2 separate regions of the Mus musculus genome follow, and region 2 is linked to region 1. A link is a contact called in public Hi-C data. All regions are on one chromosome and are shown on one strand. The core of a region is the stretch at or near the end of the contact, and the rest is flanking DNA. Distances in the headings are between cores, read along the strand shown.

Region 1 (3,625 bases), core at 744-3,243:
CCAATCACGGCCAAAGACTCAAATGCAAGCTATAAAAACCAAAGAAGAGTTTAAGGACTCAAAACTCCCCTAAATCAGTTTGCTTCACAACTTCCCAGAAAACATTATATTTGTATGTCATACAACCGACGCAGGCTGGAGTCTTCTTGGACCCTCTCCTGTGTTTAGCTGCTTGAACCCGAGAGCAATACAGGAATGGTTTTCTCCACATACTATGTATGTAACAATAGTGGTACTGAGAAATCTGTTCCAGAAAAGCCAATTTTCCTTTCTTTCCACCGCAGAGCCCACATAAAATCTTTAATATGTAACTAAAATTAAAAGAGCGTGAGCTAACTCTCATGTGGTAGAGTCAGACTAGAAAACTTGAGTTACAAATTTTATTACCAGAACTATTCCAATTTCTGATCTCCAGTCAACTTCACAAAGAACCTCAAGAGATTTAAAAGTCAAAGTAGTCAATTCTAAAGTTTTACACAGAGACAGAACATTAAAGACATGACAAATGAAAAACTGGACAAGATCTCTAATTAGCCTTTGTAAATGAGATAATTTTCTTAGATTTTTTCATTCCTCAGATCAAACCTCTGTCTTTAAACAAGTCTATCAGTATTATTAGGCTGTCTGTAGAAAAGACAAGGGAATGAATGCAATGAAAAACAAACAACCAACCCCCCAAACCAAAAAACAAAACCACAAACTTGGTTTTAAAAACAAATTCCTCTTCATTTTTTAATACTTTCCAATTTCTGGGTCAGAATTGATTTAAACAATTCTTTTATCATCTATATCAGTAAATCAACCCAACATAGTGCCCACATATGAGGGGCATGCTGAACTGTGAGAAAATTATAAGAAAATTTTTACTACCATTTGCATAAATGACAGCAGTTTTAGAACAAATTGGTTTAAAAAAAGCATTAACCTAGGTATTTTATATTTAATTTATATTTAATTTAGTCTTCATCACTGAGGTAAGTACTGTTATAATCCTCTTTTTTTTTTTTTTTAAAAGAAAGTGAAAGCCGGGTGTGGTGGCGTACACCTTTAATCCCAGCACTTGGGAGGCAGAGGCAGGTGGATTTCTGAGTTTGAGGCCAGCCTGGTCTACAAAATGAGTTTCAAGACAGCCAGGGCTATACAGAGAAACCCTGTCTCGAAAAAACAAAAAAAAAAAAAAAAAAAAAAAAAGTGAAACTGACAATAAATAAGCTGTCCAAAGTTATGGGGAGATGGAATGTGAACTGGACTCAGGGCGCATTCTAGCCTCTTCCAGGAGAGGTCAGCTGCTGGCTTATGCCAAATAAAAATCACTGTAAAAAAAAAAAAAAACCCAGCACCCCCTAGAAACCAGTTTCAGGAATGCCATGACATGCAATGTTAAACCCCCTTTCTGGATGGAGCCATCAATCCTTCCTGCCAGCTCTACTGAGCCAGCCCGAGGACCCGAGCCTGCTGCTTCTCCCCTTACCTGCTTGGTGTGGTTGTCTACCATGCTTGAGGAGTCATCGATAGCCAGACAAATCTGATACTGCCGTTTACTGGGCTTGGTCCTACGAAGCCAAATCCTGTCTTTTCGAAACTGACTGGCAATGTATGGAATGATCTTCCGCATGTTCAGTCGTTTCCCTGTTCGATAGTCTCCTCTGTTACAGGAACCAATGGGAGCAAAGATGAACACAGGCTCATGCCTCAGAATTTTAAGACAAAATCACATTATTAAAAACTTAATAATTAATTAAAAGCCAGGGTCAGGAAACTATTCCTGGCAAAATGATGACATCCAATGCAGACTGTAATTAGCACCTTCTGTCAGCCAGAGCACCTCAGATCTGACTGTAATAACTAAGCTTTTCCAGAATAGCTAAAACACATCTACAGAATTACAGAGTAATTTTTTCTGTATTAAATACACAAAGCCTCATATGCTTTCCCTTTTCTGTTCTCAACCACGACTCTGACCAAATCGTTGTGGTTCTGACCCTAGTTGAGTAACACGCCATAAGCACAGGAAACAGTACCACATCTGTGGCTGTTCCCACACAGCAGAATGTAAGCCACCTTCATGTAGTACTTCCTCATCTCACACACACGCGCGCGCGCGCACACACACACACACACACACACACACACACACACACACAGAGTTCCTACTTACAGCTAATGGGGGACCGTAGCAGACACAATAGTGCCCAGAGAGCAGAAACAGCAACCCAGAAGCCTCAAGCAGGGAAGACTTACCTTAGTTTGGCTGCCTGTGTAGGTTCTAGTAGGAGACGAAGCTGCTCACACAGCTGTTGTGAAAGAGATGCAGTTAAGACTAGGTAATTCTGCCACATCTCAGCTGCAGCCTTCTCCTAGGACAGCAAAATAGAAATTACTATTAGAATGCTGAAGCAGAAAAGAACTTGTACAAGCCTTCTCAGCAAAACACTTTAAAAGCTTTTCTCAGCAAGCAGCAATCCAACTAAATAAAATCCACTGCCCCCCCCCCCCAATTCCATAATATACAGTTGCAAGGGGCAGTTAACAATGGGAATTCACTCAACAGTTTGCTCCTGCCAGTTTAAGAACTGGACCTGATACTTTGCACAGCGGCATGGGAATGTGAACTCTGGGCAAAGCTCAAGTACCTGAGCGCGCTCATTAGTTTTCAAGAGGGAGAGTGACAGTGTACACAAATCCCCCTCAACAGCAGGGATCCACACACACAAAGGCTTCATACTGACTACAGCTGAGCACGAACACATGCGTGGTAGGGAGAACGGTAATAAACACAGAATATAGGCATGCATATACACCGTATATTTAGAGGTTAAATCATTAAAATACACTCCACATAGCCAGCAAGGACCTGAAGACCATTCAAGACTACAGAGCATGAACTTTTGCCTGGCTTCCTTACAAAGCCAGCTATACAAGTTAAAGGAACCAAGTATGTCTGTCTGTTTTAGTGAGACTCTAGATGTGGTGGCAGAATCAGTGCATATCCCGCTTAGGGAAAGTTCTCAGTATAGTCTCCATCAGCCTTTTACAAAGGGAACTGTGGCTAAGAACCTACTGACTTACAAAAACAGGCAAGTTATTTTGTGGAAAAGAAAAACAAACCCCAACAACTTTGACTTACTTCTTCTGCATTCCCATAGTCGTGCGCCTGCCATGTCTCCAGCTGCCTTTCCATCTCTTGTCTCAGCTCACTGATATCTTTTAAAATGGGCTAAGAAGGAAAAGCTATGTAAGTGGTGGCCCAGGTTGGAATCAATGACCTATCACTGGCTGCTGTCTGTGGCTGCAACCTTGTTGCAGTTGTACGCCTCAACTCACAGCTCAAGCAAATTTAAGGGTACAGTCAGATGATTCCATTTCTTGTTTTTGGGATCAACTGGATGAATGGAACTTTTATCACTTATAAAATATAGCCTAATTAAAAAACAAACCAAATCTCTTTTTTTGTGTGTATATGGATACACATATAGGAGACCAGAGGACAACAGACAGCCTCAGGGGTTTCTTTTCCACTTTCTGATAAGCCCCTAGCTCCACAAAGTCCAATTACCACAGAGCAAGGCTCAGTTAGTTACAAGGCTCCTCTGGTTGCTGGAGAGATGGTTAAGTAAGTGTATGT
Region 2 (3,322 bases), core at 533-3,032, 480 kb before region 1:
GGAGTCCAGAATCTGAAAGTAAAAGAGATGAAAAGGAAGTTACCAAAAGGTCATTTTTCTACTCTGGCAAGTGGTGGGTTCCAAACTTTGACTAGGAGATAGCTGTCTCTTGATGAGCCTCAACAGAGTCCCGATCAAGGGAACTGCATGCAACGACTACCACTTCAGAAGTGCTCACCCTGACATCATTTACAAGAAGGGCTGAAATCGCCCGGCTTGGTAGCGCATGCCTTTAATCCCAGCACTTGGGAGGCAGAGGCAGGCGGATTTTTGAGTTTGAGGCCAGCCTGGTCTACAAAGTGAGTTCCAGGACAGCCAGGGCTATACAGAGAAACCCTGTCTCAAAAAAAAAAAAAAAAAAAAAAGGTCTGAACTGAAATCAGGAATGGATATTCCTGACTTTCACCATCATCTGTTCACTATCAAAGAATCAATGTACTGGGAGTGGCTGTGTAGAAAGAAGTAAGATGTCAGGGCTCCCTTCTGGGATCTCTAGCCTGAGAACAAAGACATTCCCTACTGCTGGCCAAAGACAATGGAACTATTCCCTGCCTCTAACCTCCTAGCTCATTCCCATCTTCTGTTCTCCTCACAGTGTGTGTGTGTCTATGTGTGTGTGTGTGTGTGTGTGTGTGTGTAGTGGAAGCAGGTTTGCGGCAGAATGTGTTTGGAAGTCAGAGGGCCACTTTGTGGTTTTGGCTGTCTTTCATTTTTAGGTGGCTTACAGGGATGGGACTCAGGCTGCTAGGCTTATATAGCAAGCATTTTAATTACTCACTGATCCATCTAGATGCCCTGCTCTTTTTATTATGAGGCAGAGTCTCATTAAATTCCCTACACTAGAAATTTCCCATCCTCTACTTCTGCCTCTCCAGGAGCTAGTGTTACAGGTCTTGACCTTGCCATACCTAGACCAGAGTTCAGATTCTTCTGTTAATTTTTTAATGATTTGTGTCTAATTCTTTAGTCTCTTGTATGCCTTACTGTAAAATGATTAAAAAAAAATTATTGGACAATGGTGACATGGGCCTTTAATCCCAGCACTAGGGAGGCAGAGACTGGTGTATCTCTGTGTTCGAGGCCAGCCTGGTCTACAGATCGAGTACAGAGTACAGCCTGGGCTACACAAAGAGTAACGCCATCTCGAAGAAAGAAAAAAGAGGAAACTAAATAAATAAAGCCCCAATCATTAAAGAAGTATGTTTCAAACAAGATGAATTACAGAAATTGGTTCTGAGGTCCTATTTGGTAACTGGTGTCTACAGTTCTTTTCTGTATTAAACTGTGAGTAGAGAATTCTGTTAACCCAGTTAGCTAGCAACTGTAGCAGAGCTGTTTTCTCTGGGTGGGACAAAGGCCAATTGGTTGGCAGCAGCATCAAGTTTCAGGGGCAATGTGAGATCTCAAGAGACTCCCAGAGATCTTTAGCTATAAAGGCAGTAAAAAATTAAAGGCCCATTTTCGGCATTATAGAGTACTTCTGATGAGCTGAAGAATCCTTCAGTAAACCCTTTTTTATTTTCACCACCAGGGTTAATTGGCAGCGTCGGAAAACCGAATGAGAAACCACATAGCCAAATTTCACTGTAGGTTAAATGGAGGCAGATCTTCACCAGTGCTGTAAATCCTTAGTGAAATAAATCCTTAGTGTTCTCCGAAATCTCTTAAAATTTTTATGTAGGGCTGAAATCGAAAACCTACAAAGCAGTCCTTTCTGGAGGTCAGAAGCTTCCTAGTTCCTCCACCGCCTCTCTCCTCCTCCTCCCCTGCCCCACCCCCAGGCTACCCCAAAGGATCGCTGCCAGGGAGGTGAGGCAGAAGTCGAACTTCATTGTTCACGGGACACTCTCGGTAAGAGCCCGTTGGGCGCGCCTGCGCAACGTGCGCTCTTTGTGAAGGGCTGCAGCAGGCTGCTTGTTTGTGTCTTGCCTCGGGGCGCGGAGGCGGGACCGAGGGAGTGGCCTGGCAGGCGCACGCGGATTGGGCCGCCGCAGGGAGGTGGGCGGGCACGGGGCGGGGCCTCGGGTAACAACACTGGCCGCGGTGGCCAGCGCTATTTGTTGCTGCGCCGCCTCGCCCGAGTCATGGTCCTTGCTCCGAACCTTCCAGCAGCAGCCTCCGCCGCCGCCCCGTGACTCCTGCTCCCCGCCTTTCTGCCGAGTCCCCGCGCCATGACCGTCGTCTCCGTCCCACAGCGAGATCTCGCTCTGAGCGGCCGCTTAGCGCCGCTCGGGTTCCTCGGGGCCCTCCCGATGGTGAACCCGGCCCCGCCGCCCTTGCCGCGCCTTCCGGACCCGCGCGCGCTGCCACCCACCCTCTTCCTGCCGCACTTCCTCGGGGGGGACGGGCCGTGCCTGGCGCCCGCGCCTCGCACCACCGCGCCGTCCGGCTGCACCTTGGCCCCGGCGGCTGCCCCGCGGGCGGCGCCCAAGAAGCGGCGGAAGAAAAAGGTGCGGGCCAGCCCGGCCGGGCAGCTGCCCAGCCGCTTCCACCAGTTCCAGCAGCACCGGCCGAGCCTGGAGGGTGGTCGCAGCCCGGCGCCGGGGCCAATCGTCGCGCAGGAGGAGCGAGGTCTGGCGGCCACTGCCCTGCTCCACAGACAGCCCCCACTCGCGAAGGAGGTAGGGCCGGTGGGGGCGGGGCGGCTGTTTACTCGGGAGGGAAGTTTCCGTGACGCTCGCTCGAGTGGTGGGGCGGAAGCGGGAGGGGGGCTGGGCGGCTGCGCTGGCGCCGCCCATTGGCTCCGGAGCCAGCCAATGGGAGCGGCGGCTACGGCCCAGCAACAGCCTGCATTTAGAAGCTTGGCGGCGCTCCAGGGGGTTTCGGCGTTCGGGGCTCAGGGACCTGCGGAGGGCTGACGTCAGCCCGCTACGTGCAGCGCTCTGGGGCGCTCATGAAGGCGGTGCTGGGTGGGGGCGGAGGCGCAGGCGCAGGCGCGGTGCCCAGTGGGGCACCGGGCGGGCGGGACCCACGCACAGCCAGATCCGCTGAGTCGGACTGCTGTTGGGAAGTTGGCAGGAGTCTCCGTCTGATGCCCGACGCGAAGGTGTCCCGGGCCCTGTGCAGGCCGGCACGAGCTTGCCTCGCTGGAGGGGGCTTCTAAGCAGCGCCCTGAATGAGTTTTTAGAAGTTATAAAATGGACTCCTCGGTTAACGGATCTGGATAACTGGGATACAGTTTTGTCGAGGCTAAAGGATTTGAGAGTTGTCTTAGCATGAAAAACAAAAGCCGAAACCACCTTTTTCATACAGCTTGAAGAATTCTTTGTTGGTAGTGACACGAAAAGCAGCCATTGTACTGAAATTGTACTTGATCAAGATG

What was found. A called contact is a pair of places that touch in the nucleus more often than the background predicts.
Region 2: a contact with region 1 is called in a Hi-C map of neutrophils, with 5 times the contacts expected there. The contact joins the promoter of Pnrc1 here to the enhancer-like site in region 1. A contact is called at or near these places in 1 of 484 Hi-C or Micro-C datasets (neutrophils) and 3 of 115 datasets of contacts at active chromatin or transcription factors (the SCID.adh cell line, large pre-B cells and pro-B cells).

Annotation. Positions count from the first base shown.
Region 1 is chr4:32,766,674-32,770,298 of GRCm38.p6, reverse strand. Mdn1 (midasin AAA ATPase 1) reads right to left here. Exons shown (of 102, transcript NM_001081392.1): 95 at 3,128-3,217; 96 at 2,242-2,357; 97 at 1,472-1,646; 98 at 1-29. Among named protein-coding and RNA genes, the nearest start is that of Lyrm2, 32 kb to the left of the region's middle. Within about 2 kb of position 1,993, at least 70 of the 459 cell types and tissues checked have an H3K27ac peak or open chromatin away from gene starts, as enhancers often do. A contact at or near this core is called in the SCID.adh cell line and neutrophils, where this site is marked.
Region 2 is chr4:33,247,247-33,250,568 of GRCm38.p6, reverse strand. Pnrc1 (proline-rich nuclear receptor coactivator 1) reads left to right here and starts at 1,782. Exons shown (of 2, transcript NM_001033225.2): 1 at 1,782-2,621. The coding sequence starts at 2,172.